Linked DNA regions of Macaca mulatta: region 2 is linked to region 1. Evidence: chromatin contacts called from public Hi-C data. All regions are on one chromosome and are shown on one strand. The core of a region is the stretch at or near the end of the contact, and the rest is flanking DNA. Distances in the headings are between cores, read along the strand shown. Region 1 holds the start of CEBPA (CCAAT enhancer binding protein alpha). Region 2 holds the start of CEBPG (CCAAT enhancer binding protein gamma).

Region 1 (6,778 bases), core at 2,575-5,074:
GAAGGACCTTAAAGGTGGTGACAGAAGAATTTACAAGCTGCTCTTAATGACTGGCTTTGTCTCAATTGCACACGAGCCAGAGCCACTTCTCTCAATTAGAGGTGATTTCTCCTTTGCTCCCACTTCTCCGGCCACAAGCCGACTGTCTATGAGACTGTCAGGCATCAGCCCGCCCCTCCCTTACCCCGTGGGAATCTCCCATGGAAAGTGGCTCCATCGACCCCAGGGTCTCACTCCAACTCCCCAGCTAATTTCCTGCTTTAGGGCTTGGGCAGGACACTTCTACCTAGTGCCCTAGATACCCCTTGTCCTTTGAGCACCCAGCCGGGCCTAGCCAGAGACCTACCACTTGCCCTCAAAACCATTTCCTCCTCATCCCAAGGTACACTCTTAGGCTTCCAAGGAAAAACCAGAACACGGTAGATGGATCTTAGCAACTGCTCCAAGGTCCTCTCCTCCAAAACCACAAAGCAGGCAGGTGAGTATCCTGGAATGAGTCCCCAATTGCCTCCTGGGGGCTTGGAGAGGGGCCTCCAATTTCCTGGGCATTACATATGTCAGGGGGTAGTAATCCCAGCCAGAAGCCTGGCATTCAGCCCCCCAAGTCCTGACATCTTGTTCAAATCTACCCTGCCTGCTCCATACTGGGGCCTCAAGTCTCCATCCTTCCCATCTGGTCAACACCCCCTCTCTGTCTTGGCCGGAGTAGCTTCTCAGGAACCCAAATCGGACGATGAAGCTCCCCTGCTAAAAACTGGAGGTCAAAAGCCTGGGAGATAAGGGTTCCTCCTTCACCTGCAGTGGCCTTGGCCATCAGCCCAGCCCGGTCTGTGGATCCAGCCTTATCTAGGCCCCTCCTCCCTCACCCCACTCTCCAGCCTGCCAAACATCTCGTCCTTTGTTACCAGAACACATGCACTCACAGGCTCTCCACCTTTGCACTTACCATTCCCTCCTCGTAGAAGAGCCTTCCCCCCTTATCCTTCCAGCAAATTCCTGCTCAACCTTCAAGGCCCAGCTCAAAGGTCTGCTCCTGCATGAAGCCCTGTCTCACCCCCCGGTTCAGTCCACACAGGCTGCCATCATAGGCCTACCATAAACATTTATTTCTCACGGTTCTGGAGGCTGGATGCCCAAGGCCAAGGCCAAGTTGCCAGCACCGTCAGGTTCTGCCGAGGGGCCTCTTCCCCGCTTGCAGACAGCCACCTCCTTTCTGTGCGCGCCCATGACATTGTTCTTCTGATAAGGCCACCAATCCTATCAAATTAGGACCCTACCCATATGACATCATCTCACTTTAATGACTTCCTAAAAGCCTTATCTCCAAATACAGTCACATGGAGGGGGTTAGGCCTTCAACATAGGAATTTAGGGCAGGGACACAGTTCAGTCCATAACACCTCCCCAGACAAATCTGATCTCTGCCTCCTCCACAGCGCCACCTTGTTCAGGGCCGGAAGTCTCTTCATCATAGCACATCCACCCTTGATTCCCATTTGTGCCTCCTGTGCATTTGATGAATGAATGAAGTCCCATCCCCTACTCCTTCTGTCTCCTCCTTCCTCCCAGCAGCCTCTGTGTGACAACTTACGAGTCTCTCCCACTGTCCCAGTTCCCAGAGGCACAAGCCACCTTCTCACGCATCACTGGGCTCTTGGCACCCTGCACAGGGCAGGCTCGGGTGGGTGAATTCTGGTTCAATTGTAGGAGGACCTGTGGCCCCTAGGGTTGGAGACCCCCAGGCCGGGAGCCCCACTCCTTGCCACTGTCGCCCCCACACATTCATCAGCCCGCTATTGGACGAAGTCTTATTCCCATTACTGAGGTTTCTTCCAGTCCTACCCAGCAGAGTTCCCGATCTCCGGGCAGGCAACAGCAGCTGTGCAAAAAAGGCCAGACATCGCCTTCGTCCCACAACTCCACAGGCCGGGAACCGTGCATGTATAGAGGCGTTTCTTTGTTCCTAGCTAGGAAAAGCCATTAGTTTTAGCACTGCAGAAAAACATGCAAATCGCTCTGGGTGTTTTTTGATTTCCGTCCAGGTCTCCCTCCACAGGTGGATGGTATATGAATGGGTCCTGCATTTGGCTCAACAAGCAGCTCTTCGGCTCACATCGGGTTATTTATTTAACGTATCTGGTTTTTACTCCCTCCCGTCCAAAAGCGTCAAGCTAAAAATATCTTGTTTATGAGCTCTGGACCGAAAACGAAGCAGTTGGGCTATTAATCACTGGGACTATGTTGAATAGGAACTTGATTAAAGCGCAGTGTGCATTGCCCAGAAGAAACCGCTTCTTTACTGCGATCGTCGTGGAAGCTCAGGGCTCTCCAGCGGTGTTTTTAGCTGCGCCCCCTCAGGGGCTCCTGGGCGGGTCGTGGCGCCTTGCCAGGTCTTCAAGAAGGCCACAGGTCCTCCTACAGGTGAAGGGGGTCTTCCCTCACCTGGAGGCAAGCGCGCCTCTAGCCAGGACCCAGACTGCGTCAGGCCTCAGAGCCAGTGGCGAAAGGCGGCGCAGGCAGGGGCAGGAGACACTTGAGGGCCCCCAAGACCCCATCTGGGCCCAGCTGACAGTCCGCAGCCCCCACCCCGGCCGCGGTAAAGAATGCGAGGGACGCACGTGGCCGGGGGTCTCTGTAGCAAGCTCCTTCCCCCGCCGCGGTGAAAGCGTTAGCGTGCCACACTCAAGGGGCCCCAGGGCCCAGCCGCCTCGGTCCCCAGGATCCCGGGGATCACAGCGCCCAGCGAACTACCGGGCAGAGTTCTTCCTGTGGGTGCTCGGACCTGGCGGCCCCGGCGGCCTGGACACCCTCGCTCCGGCCGTTGGCGCCCACCTGAATGGGGGGTGGGGGGAGGAAGCGGTGGCTTCGGGCCTCGCGGACTGCGGCCCCCGCCTCGGGATCCCGGCCCCAGAGTCAAGTTTGTCTCCTCCCTCGGTGCGCCCCTCCCCATGGTCGCCCCGGCGTCCAGCTCGGCTATTCCCGGAGCCCGCCGGTCCCTCAGGAAAAAAAATCGGCGACTCCACGCTGGGTAACAACGCCTGTCCCGCGCGCCTAGCAAGTCGCGCGCTCCGGCCTGGAGAAGTAATTATAAAGAAAGTTTTCCAGCCCGGGCGGATCCACCGGCCAGGTCCTTCAGGCTCCCGGGCCGAGGCCGCCTCCGCTCCCCGCGGGGTCCTAGCGCCCCGCGCGGCGCCGCCCGTGGGATTCCACCGTCCTCCGAGAGGTGCCTCTGCGCGGAATCACAGGGGTAGCCTGGAGATCAGAGCTAGGAGACGCAGAGCCACCGCGCTCCGGGTCTCTCCGCGAGTCCCAAACGGCCCCCCACCGGCCCCTGCCCGCCCCGCCGCTCTGCGCCGCAGCCTCCCCGGGACGCGGGTCCCGGACAGGCCTGGTTCTGGCTTTGAAAGAGAGTCCGAGCCACAGCAGCTCAAGACCAAGACTCCCCTCCGCCACCCACCCCTACCCCATGCAGCCTCGGGATACTCCTGGGCTCCCAGCCGTGGCAGAATGTGGGTGCCTAGGGGAGGCGGGAGGAGGGGGCCCCCGCCACCAACCACGAGGGCGCAGGGGCGACAGCTGGGCCGGGGGCGGAGCTTGGAGCGAGCGCCGCGGCTCTGCTGGTCGCGCAGGAGGCGGTGGGCGTTGCGCCGCGGCCTGCCTGAGGAGCGCAGCGCTGGGCCCCGCTTGTTCGCCGCTCCATCCCGGCCGCGCGCTAGGACCCAGCGGGCGCCGCGCCGCCGCCGCCCGGGGACAGAGGCCGCCTCGGACTCTAGGGGGCGACGCGGCCGCGGGGTATAAAAGCTGGGCCGGCGCGGGCCGGGCCATTCGCGACCCGGAGCTGCGCGGGCGCGGGCGAGTCGGGTCTCCGGGTGGGCGGCGGCGACGCCCCGCGCAGGCTGGAGGCCGCCGAGGCTCGCCATGCCGGGAGAACTCTAGCTCCCCCATGGAGTCGGCCGACTTCTACGAGGCGGAGCCGCGGCCCCCGATGAGCAGCCACCTGCAGAGTCCCCCGCACGCGCCCAGCAGCGCCGCCTTCGGCTTTCCCCGCGGCGCGGGCCCCGCGCAGCCTCCCGCCCCACCTGCCGCCCCGGAGCCGCTGGGCGGCATCTGCGAGCACGAGACGTCCATCGACATCAGCGCCTACATCGACCCGGCCGCCTTCAACGACGAGTTCCTGGCCGACCTGTTCCAGCACAGCCGGCAGCAGGAGAAGGCCAAGGCGGCCGCGGGCCCCGCGGGCGGCGGCGGCGGCGGCGGCGACTTTGACTACCCGGGCGCGCCCGCGGGCCCCGGGGGCGCCGTCATGCCCGGGGGAGCGCACGGGCCCCCGCCCGGCTACGGCTGCGCGGCCGCCGGCTACCTGGACGGCAGGCTGGAGCCCCTGTACGAGCGCGTCGGGGCGCCGGCGCTGCGGCCGCTGGTGATCAAGCAGGAGCCCCGCGAGGAGGATGAAGCCAAGCAGCTGGCGCTGGCCGGCCTCTTCCCTTACCAGCCGCCGCCGCCGCCGCCGCCCTCACACCCGCACCCGCCGCCAGCGCACCTGGCCGCCCCGCACCTGCAGTTCCAGATAGCGCACTGCGGCCAGACCACCATGCACCTGCAGCCCGGTCACCCTACGCCGCCACCCACGCCCGTGCCCAGCCCGCACCCCGCGCCCGCGCTCGGCGCCGCCGGCCTGCCGGGCCCCGGCGGCGCGCTCAAGGGGCTGGGCGCCGCGCACCCCGACCTCCGCGCGAGTGGCGGCGGCGGCACGGGCAAGGCCAAGAAGTCGGTGGACAAGAACAGCAACGAGTACCGGGTGCGGCGCGAGCGCAACAACATCGCGGTGCGCAAGAGCCGCGACAAGGCCAAGCAGCGCAACGTGGAGACGCAGCAGAAGGTGCTGGAGCTGACCAGTGACAATGACCGCCTGCGCAAGCGGGTGGAACAGCTGAGCCGCGAACTGGACACGCTGCGGGGCATCTTCCGCCAGCTGCCAGAGAGCTCCTTGGTCAAGGCCATGGGCAACTGCGCGTGAGGCGCGCGGCTGAGGGACCGCCCTGGGCCAGCCTCCGGCGGGGACCCAGGGGTGGTTTGGGGTCGCCGGATCTCGAGGCTTGCCCGAGCCATGCGAGCCAGGACTAGGAGATTCCGGTGCCTCCCGAAAGCCTGGCCTGCTCCGCGTGTCCCCTCCCTTCTTCTGCGCCGGACTTGGTGCGTCTGAGATGAGGGGGCCAGGCGGTGACTTCTCCCTGCAAGGAGGGGAGAATTCTTGGGGCTGAGCTGGGAGCCCGGCAACTTTAGTATTAAGGATAACCTTGTGCCTTGGAAATGCAAACTCACCGCTCCGATGCCTACCGAGTAGGGGGAGCAAATCGTGCCTTGTCATTTTATTTGGAGGTTTCCTGCCTCCTTCCCGAGGCTGCAGCAGGCCCCCATGAGAGGAGGAGGGGAGCAGGCCCGTGGCAGGAGGAGGGCTCAGGGAGCTGAGATCCCGACAAGCCAACCGGCCCCAGCCGCTCCTCCGCGCCTGTCCTTAGAAATGGGGGGAAACATAGGGACTTGGGGCTTGAAACCTAAGGTTGTTCCCCTAGTTCTACATGAAGGTGGAGGGTCTAGTTCCACGCCTCTCCCACCTCCCTCCGCACACACCCCACCCCAGCCTGCTATAGGCTGGGCTTTCCCTTGGGGCGGAACTCACTGAGATGGGAGTCACCAGGTGACCAGTGGGAGCCCCCACCACGAGTTAGACCAGAAAGCTAGGTCGTGAGTCAGCTCTGAGGATGTATACCCCTGGTGGGAGATGGAGACCTAGAGATCTGGCCGTGGGCGGGCTTGGGGGGTGAAGGGCCACTGGGACCCTCAGCCTTGTTTGTACTGTATGCCTTCAGCATTGCCTAGGAACACGAAGCACGATCAGTCCATCCCAGAGGGACCGGAGTTATGACAAGCTTTCCAAATATTTTGCTTTATCAGCCGATATCAACACTTGTATCTGGCCTCTGTGCCCCAGCAGTGCCTTGTGCAATGTGAATGTGCGCGTCTCTGCTAAACCACCATTTTATTTGGTTTTTGTTTTGTTTTGGTTTTGCTCGGATACTTGCCAAAATGAGACTCTCCATCGGCAGCTGGGGGAAGGGTCTGAGACTCTCTTTCCTTTTGGTTTTGGGATTACTTTTGATCCTGGGGGACCAATGAGGTGAGGGGAGTTCTCCTTTGCCCTCAGCTTTCCCCGGCCCCTCCGGCCTGGGCTGCCCACAAGGCTTGTCCCCCAGAGGCCCTGGCTCCTGGTCGGGAAGGGAGGTGGCCTCTCGCCAACACATCACTGGGGCTGGGAGCAGGGAAAGACGGCTTGGTTCTCTTCTTTTGGGGAGAACGTAGAGTCTCACCGTAGATGTTTTATGTATTATATCTATAATATAAACATATCGAAAGTCAATGTCCGTGTCTTTTTAAAACCAGAAAGAAGCTACTTCCAAGGTTGTCTGTGGGCCAGGCCACATTTGTAAATAATACAGCATTTTCCCTGGCGGCAATCCTGACTTTCATGAGCTCTCCATCCACCCCCAGCCCCTCTTTACCCTAAGGGGGTGACTTACTTCCCCCAGGCAACACAAATAAATAGCAGAGGACAAGGCTCCAAACGGAGAGTGTCCAGAGCCTGAAGGCAGTCTTGGGGTCAGGAGAGGGGGCCTTCGAAGAGGTTAGGGGGCTGAGGCTTTGGCAAGGTCTTATCTGCCCCTGGGAGGAGGAGAGGGAGTCCTCTGCATGAGGGGCAGGCCCGGCTCAGCAGGCCTAG
Region 2 (6,566 bases), core at 3,011-5,510, 69 kb before region 1:
AAAACTGCTAAAATTACATCAGTGGAAAAAATCTGGAGTCAGATTTATACAGTGATCCCACAATGAGGGAAAGCTCAGTTAGCCAACACCAGTAGCTACATCCAAACCTTTAGCCAGGCAATTCTGTACACAGTTTATTGGTCTCTTTTTAAAAAACATCTTTGCTTTAAAAAGTCCATGTGTCATTACTTTCCATTGTTTTCAAAGCCACACAGCCGGCCCTGAGCTAGTAGGTCATCTGTTCTCACTCCAGCACTAAGGCAAGACAGAAAGCGTCCCTCCAAATGATGAAGGCTATCCACTCCAAGCCTATCTTCAGTAACAGACAGTTCACAGTTTCCTTTGATCCTTATTAGGTTGCCTCATTTTCCTTTCAGTAGCAAAGTGGCTGTTCAGTATTAATCTGAGCCATGCTTAGTGCCACCTAACATTATTATTGCTTATCTATCTGGTGTCAAGTGAGTAGAAGTGCTTGACTCAATTATTAAGAACTTGGTTAACACCTCTCCTGAGACTGTCTTAACAATCATAATCATGTTCACCTTATTTCTCTACTTTTTTATATACCAATTATATTTTTAGCCCTTAAAGCTCTCTACAGTCAATGTGGCCATGCTCAGAGATAGCAACGATCCAAAACGGTAGAGACCGGTGACCAGGCCAGTTCTTGTCTTGGCTATGGCTCCCCCTATTTTAGTATGGGTAAATCTCTTTTCTTCCGTGGGCGTCTATTCCCCATATGTAAATGAGGGATGTGGAATAGTAAGACACTTTTCTACAGACAACACACCACGACCTTCAGTCACTAACAGCTCTTATTCACTACAGGGTCCAAGTTCAGCGACGTTCATGCCTGTTTCCATATCCAAAGATACAGGAACAGGGAAGGGCTCTTTCACCTCTGCCTGACTCATCTTGCAAGGTACTAGGCTGAACGTGTGTGGTAGGCGAGGTTTTAAAGGTAAGCCCTTTGGCGTGAAAAGAGTATTCACTGAACCTACAAGCTGGTGAAAATGTAAGAAAGAGAAACTTGGAGATAATCAAAATAACTCCGAGACTGTTTTGTTTAAAAAGTTCTTAAACCATATAAATAGCTCTTAAAGTGAAGAGAAAATTAACCAAGTAAAAGGGGATCAAAGAGCTAAGAGGTTTTACACAGAAAAGGCCACTCTCATTTATGCTTTGTTCCTTCCACACACATTTACTGAACAGCTACAACAGGCAAAAAGTGTTTATTTCAAAGCTGGACATTGAGTCCTAAATTCAAGTCCGGCTCCTCTGTGGACAAACACTATTCCAAAGTTCAGCCTACAGGAAGCAGGGTGGCGCCTGGCTTCCTTCCATGTGAATCACTCAAGTAGGAAACAGCAGGAACGCTGAAGAGCAGTGGCTCTCAAAGTGTGGTCCCTGGACCAGCATCATCATCATCCAGGAACTCTTTAGAAATGTAACTTCTCAGGCTGCCCCAGACTTAGAATCGGAGTTCTAAGAACAGGGCTGAGCAATCTTTTCATAAGGAGACTTCCAAGTAACTTTGATGACACTGAAGTCTGAGGGTCTCTGCTGTTGATTCCCAATGAATACTGAGAATGGTGGACTAACTGGATAATAGGCTTTGTTTCAATTCAAACTTAATTCAAGTAATGTTCGTTCATGTCAGTCACACTGAAAGCGCACACAATGTTAGAATGAGTAAAACAAAATCAAATTTTTCTGAAGTTTCACCTGGGGAAATAAACCTACTAAGAATTTTCCCAATGCTTTTGTCCCTTTTCTCCACACACCTAGAATCCAATATTCCTCCCCTTGCCCACCAAAATAAATTTTTCACTCAGTTTCCTCAATGAAGGTCAACATTTCAAAACAGTCATAGATGTTTCTCCTTGGTCCTAACTCTATTTAGTCTTTGGGATTTGACAATTCCACCTAAAACAAAAAAACTTCCCATCTACCCTTCCTCTCCATCCCAATCCCATCGAACTCACCTCAGGTCACTATCATCTCTCAGGGACACTGGTCTCTGGTCTAGCCTGCTTCCTCCAACCTCTGTCTCCAGAGCAATGAACACTCAAACCTGAGTGAGTCACTCTCCTGCTGAAAATTCATCTCTGGCTCCAGTCTACAGGATCAAATCCAAGGTCCTGACCCTCTCTCCTCCCTCACACCACATCTTGACAGTACTAAACCACTATCTGTATCCTAAATGGTCTGTGCTTTCTCTTTTCTTTGGGCATCTGGGAAGATCTGTTCCCTAGGTCTGTCAACTCCAGCCACGTCGTGTCTCCCTGCGGATCTTCACATGCATCTACTGCAGGGTCCATGAGGGAGGGGACGTCCCCTTTCTGGGAGTACAGAAGTGGGTCACTGGGGCATGAGAAGAACATCAACATCATCTTTCTAACCCAATCCTTTTGAAGTGATTTACAACACACAAAACAAATAGACTGTAAATAAACAACCATTAGGAGCTCATGCTCATTTTTTTCTTTTTTTACTGATAGAGCTAGAAAGCCACAAACGCAGGAGGCCAGTGTACCTATCAATACAACCACCCATGGAACCAGCCCTCCCAAGAATGCACAATACACCTGGAATCGTAGCTACCTGTACTTACCATTACTGTGACCAAGTGAGGCAATCTTAGACTATAAGACCAAATTCAGCCCCATGAGGTCCTATTTGTCTTTACCAGGGGCTCAGCACATAGTGTTTAATTTCCCAGAGATGAAACCATCTCTCCAAGATCAGCCAGCCTTGCGGACAGACATGATGTGCTCTTGAGAATTTAAAGGATATTCTCAATGTTTTGTTTCCCCCTACTTTTTTTAAAGCAGGTATTAAAAATAACTAAACCAGCCAAGTGTGCCCACCAGAAGCAGGAATCAAGAAGCTGAAATATGCTTCAGCTCCTGGGTACCCTGTAATTATTTAAGCCTTGTTTACAGCAACTTTTTCCAGAAGCAGAACTGACCTTATGAACGGCTTATCCCAAATACTACTCAAGGGCTAACAGATGATCACATCTTAAACATCAAGAGCTTCTAGATGTAGAATGTCTTCGTAAAGCAAGCCCTTACAGGATTTTCTTTTAAAATTTTCTCGGCGAGTCACACATCTATGGGAGAAGTCTGCCTTAAGTGACAACCTATTCATACAGGCAGTCAATTTTGACACAACTACCAATTTTGGTGTCACCCATCAACACTGAGACCTTTCTAAATCTTATACATTTCAGGATGCCAGATTACAGTATAAACCTCAAACAAGGGGAAAACCAAACAGTAAACCTAGGGAAGAGAAGCAACACACCAGCTACCCTGGAAAACAGACTCTCCTCCCCCACACACATGTATTTCCATCCTCCGCATCTGGACACCTCTGCTGGCTGTTTGCCCTGCTCCGCTCCCTCCAACCATGCCCGCGAAGTGCTTCATTTCTTCTCTATTTGACCCGTGGGTGTTGCGTGTTCTTCTAAACTACGTTCAACAGTAAAGTGCAGGACATTCAAACAGCTCCACAAAGCAAAATATTATCTCTGCGAAGTCATGCATTTAAAAACTAGTTGCTTTCCCTATTTTATTGATCAGTCTTTGAACTTCTGAACAGATTTTCGATCACCGCAAGCTGAGCCCTTCTAGAAGAGCAGGATTCTAAAGCTCGATTCGGTCCACCTTCTGCTATTCTGGGAACACCCTTCATCCCCAGGGGCCAATGCAAGCCTGGCCGGTCACACCGCCCGTCTCACCGAGAGGGGGCCGGGCTCCGCAGGGGGCATTCCCCGGCCGTTCGCGCGCTCTCGGCCAGCCGCGAGGGGCGCCCCGGGCAGCGCGGGGGTCGACGGGCGGCGCCGCGGCGCTGGGCCGCGGCCAGGAATGAGCTCAGCGTCCCCGCCGCCGGGTGTTGCCGGCAGGTTGCATCAGACGCCGCGCGGCGCCGCCGCCCGCGCCTCCAGCCTCGCGGGGCCTTCCCGAGCCAGCCAGCCTTCTGGGGCCGGGGCTGGGTTTCCCCGAGCCGGGCCCGCGCCCAGGCGAGCGGCCGGCACCGCCGCGGCCTCCTCCTCCCCGATCTCAGGGCGCCCGCCGCGGCCTCTTTACCTGCTCCTCCAGCCCGCCTGCCCCCAGGCGGCCTCCACTCCGAGCGGCCCCGCGCGGTGCGGCCCGAGCCGACCCAGGCCTCACAGCCCGCGAGTCAGCGAGGAGGAGCGACGGTTACGAAACCGGCAGCCTCCGCCCGTTCCGCAGCCGCGGCCACCGGCTTCCCCTCGTCGCCGGGTCGCGCGCGCCGTCGCCGCCATCCTGACCAATGGGAGCGCCGGCCTGCGGGAGGCACCGCCTTCTCTCGCGACGGGCACCCCACCCGACCAATCGTGGGCCGGATAGAGGAGGGAGGCGGGCACACGGCGGGGGCGTGGATTCCGCGCGGCTGGCTCGGCGGGTGTGGCGGGAGCAGGCGGCTGCTCGCTACGGCGTCCGCGGTCGCTCGGCGGCTTGCCCGGGCTGGCTGCGGCCCAGTGCTGTGGACTACTCAGGTTCGTGTCGGAGGCTGAAGAGCCGTCGCCTTGTGAAGGCCAGACCTGCCTTTGGAAGCATTTCCTGAGGTAGTTTTGTGAACCACCGGTGACTGTTTTGATTTCGCCGCGTCCCCTGGGAGCCCCCGCGGCGTCCCTCACAGAGTTTCTCCGAACGGAACTTCCCGCAGGCGGGCTGGCCCTGTCGCCGAAAAACGAGAGGAGGCTGACGCGGTGGCTCCCGCCTGTAATCTCAGCGCCGAGGGAGGCCGAGGCGGGAGAACGGCTTGAGCCCAGGCGGTGGAGACCAGCCTGGACAACATGGCGAGACCCCATCTCTGTTACTAATTTTTAAAAAATCGAATGAACCCAAATGTTTCGCACATAGGATTAGCATTGATGTCACATGGGTGAAAGCTGCAGGCTGTGCTTTGTTGTTAGGGTGACATGAAGTGAATTTCCTAAATCGATTCCCCTTGGGTGCCTTCCAGGTGAATGGGTGCGAGGTGCTCTCTGAAAATGAGCAGCGATCCAGTGTGACTTAAAACTCGCCAGGAGGACCCGAAAGCGTTTTAACACCAGGAAGCAGCAGCTCGCTGGGCGGAGGGCAGAGCTCGCCTGATAGGTTTGATTGCTTCCTCTTTAGCAATGCGTATCGTTCAAAAAATTGAGGCTTTGAAAGAGGAAATGTTTCTTCAGCGCCCATGGAACCGGCTCGCCCCGTAAGATTGTTTCGAGGAATCAGTAAGATGATAAAGCAATAAATAAAAATTAAAAGGGGTCACAAACGTGAACAATGGGCTAGGTGCGGTGGCTCAGGCCTGTAATCCCAGCACTTTGAGAGGCGGAAGCAGTTGGATCACTTCAGGTCAGGAATTAGAGACCAGCTTGAGCAACATGGAAAAACCCTGTCTCTACCAAAAATACCAAAGATTAGCCGGGTGTGGTGGCGCTGTGCCTGTGGTCCCAGCTACTCTGGAGACTGAGATGGGAGAATGGCTTGTGCCTGAGAGGCGGAGGTTACAGTGAGCTGAGACTGAGCCACTGCACTCCAGCCTGAGCCACAGGATGAGACCCTGTCTCCAAAAAAAAAAACAAGGAATAATGCTCACAGATCCACACTTGGGAGAGTAAGCGTCGTCAAAACAAGTGTGTTTCTTCACGTTGGCTCTCGTATTCTGAGCTGAAAAAGAAACTTCTTTTTTTTTTTCTTTTGAGACAGGGTCTTGCTATGTTGCCCCAGCTAGAGTGCAATGGCACCGTCACAGCTTGATCACAGCTCACTGCAGCCTCGACCTCCTGGTCTCAAGCCATGCTCCCACCTCAGCCTCCCAAGTAGATGGGATTATAGGCATGCACCATCACACCCAGCTAATTTTTAAAAAATGTTTTGTAGAGATGAGGTCTCACCATATTGTCCACTCTGGTCTCAAACTCCTGGGCTCAAGTGATCTTTCTGTCTCGGCCTCCCAGATTGCTGGGATTATGGGCATGAGTAACCAAGTCCTGCCTGAACTTGCTTTGATCAAGATTTTAGTGGTATTAAAATAGGATTGTGATTTATTGCTCACAAAATCATAATTTTACCCTGAATATTTCCTAATCACTTAAATGTACAAGGGGGCTGGGCGCAGTAGCTCACGCCTGTAATGCCAGCACTTTGGGAGGCCGAGGCGGGTGGATCACCTGAGGTCAGGAGTTTGAGACCACCCTGGACAACATGGTGAAACCCTGTCTCTACTAAAAATACAAAAATTAGCTGGACGTGGTGGCGGGTGCCTGTAATCCCAGCTACTCGGGAGGCTGAAGCAGAAGAATTGCTTGAACTTGGGAGGCAGAGGTTGGCAGTGAGCTGAGATCGTGCCACTGCACTCCAGCCTGGGTGACAGAGCAAGGCTCCATCTCAAAAAAAAAAAAAAAAAAAAAAAGGAAAAGAAAAAAAATGTGTAAGGGGAAAAAAAGAACTTGTATAGGTATATTCAGTTATCCTCTGGTTTGCAAACCGCTCTGCCAAGCTGTTCCAGCATTCTTTGTATCTGTGTCTGGGCAGGCCTTCTTA

The links. A called contact is a pair of places that touch in the nucleus more often than the background predicts.
Region 2: a Hi-C map of fetal cortex germinal zone shows a contact between it and region 1, with 1.8 times the contacts expected there. The contact joins the promoter of CEBPG here to the promoter of CEBPA in region 1. A contact is called at or near these places in 3 of 14 Hi-C or Micro-C datasets (cortical neurons, fetal cortex germinal zone and liver).

What each region holds. Positions count from the first base shown.
Region 1 is chr19:44,601,631-44,608,408 of T2T-MMU8v2.0, reverse strand. It overlaps CEBPA (CCAAT enhancer binding protein alpha), which reads left to right and starts at 3,824. Exons shown (of 1, transcript XM_015123509.3): 1 at 3,824-6,418. The coding sequence starts at 3,944. The coding sequence ends at 5,017. LOC144337379 (a long non-coding RNA gene) reads right to left here and starts at 1,080. Exons shown (of 3, transcript XR_013410425.1): 1 at 947-1,080. It also overlaps the pseudogene LOC106994705.
Region 2 is chr19:44,671,606-44,678,171 of T2T-MMU8v2.0, reverse strand. CEBPG (CCAAT enhancer binding protein gamma) reads right to left here and starts at 4,260. Exons shown (of 2, transcript NM_001260600.1): 1 at 4,095-4,260.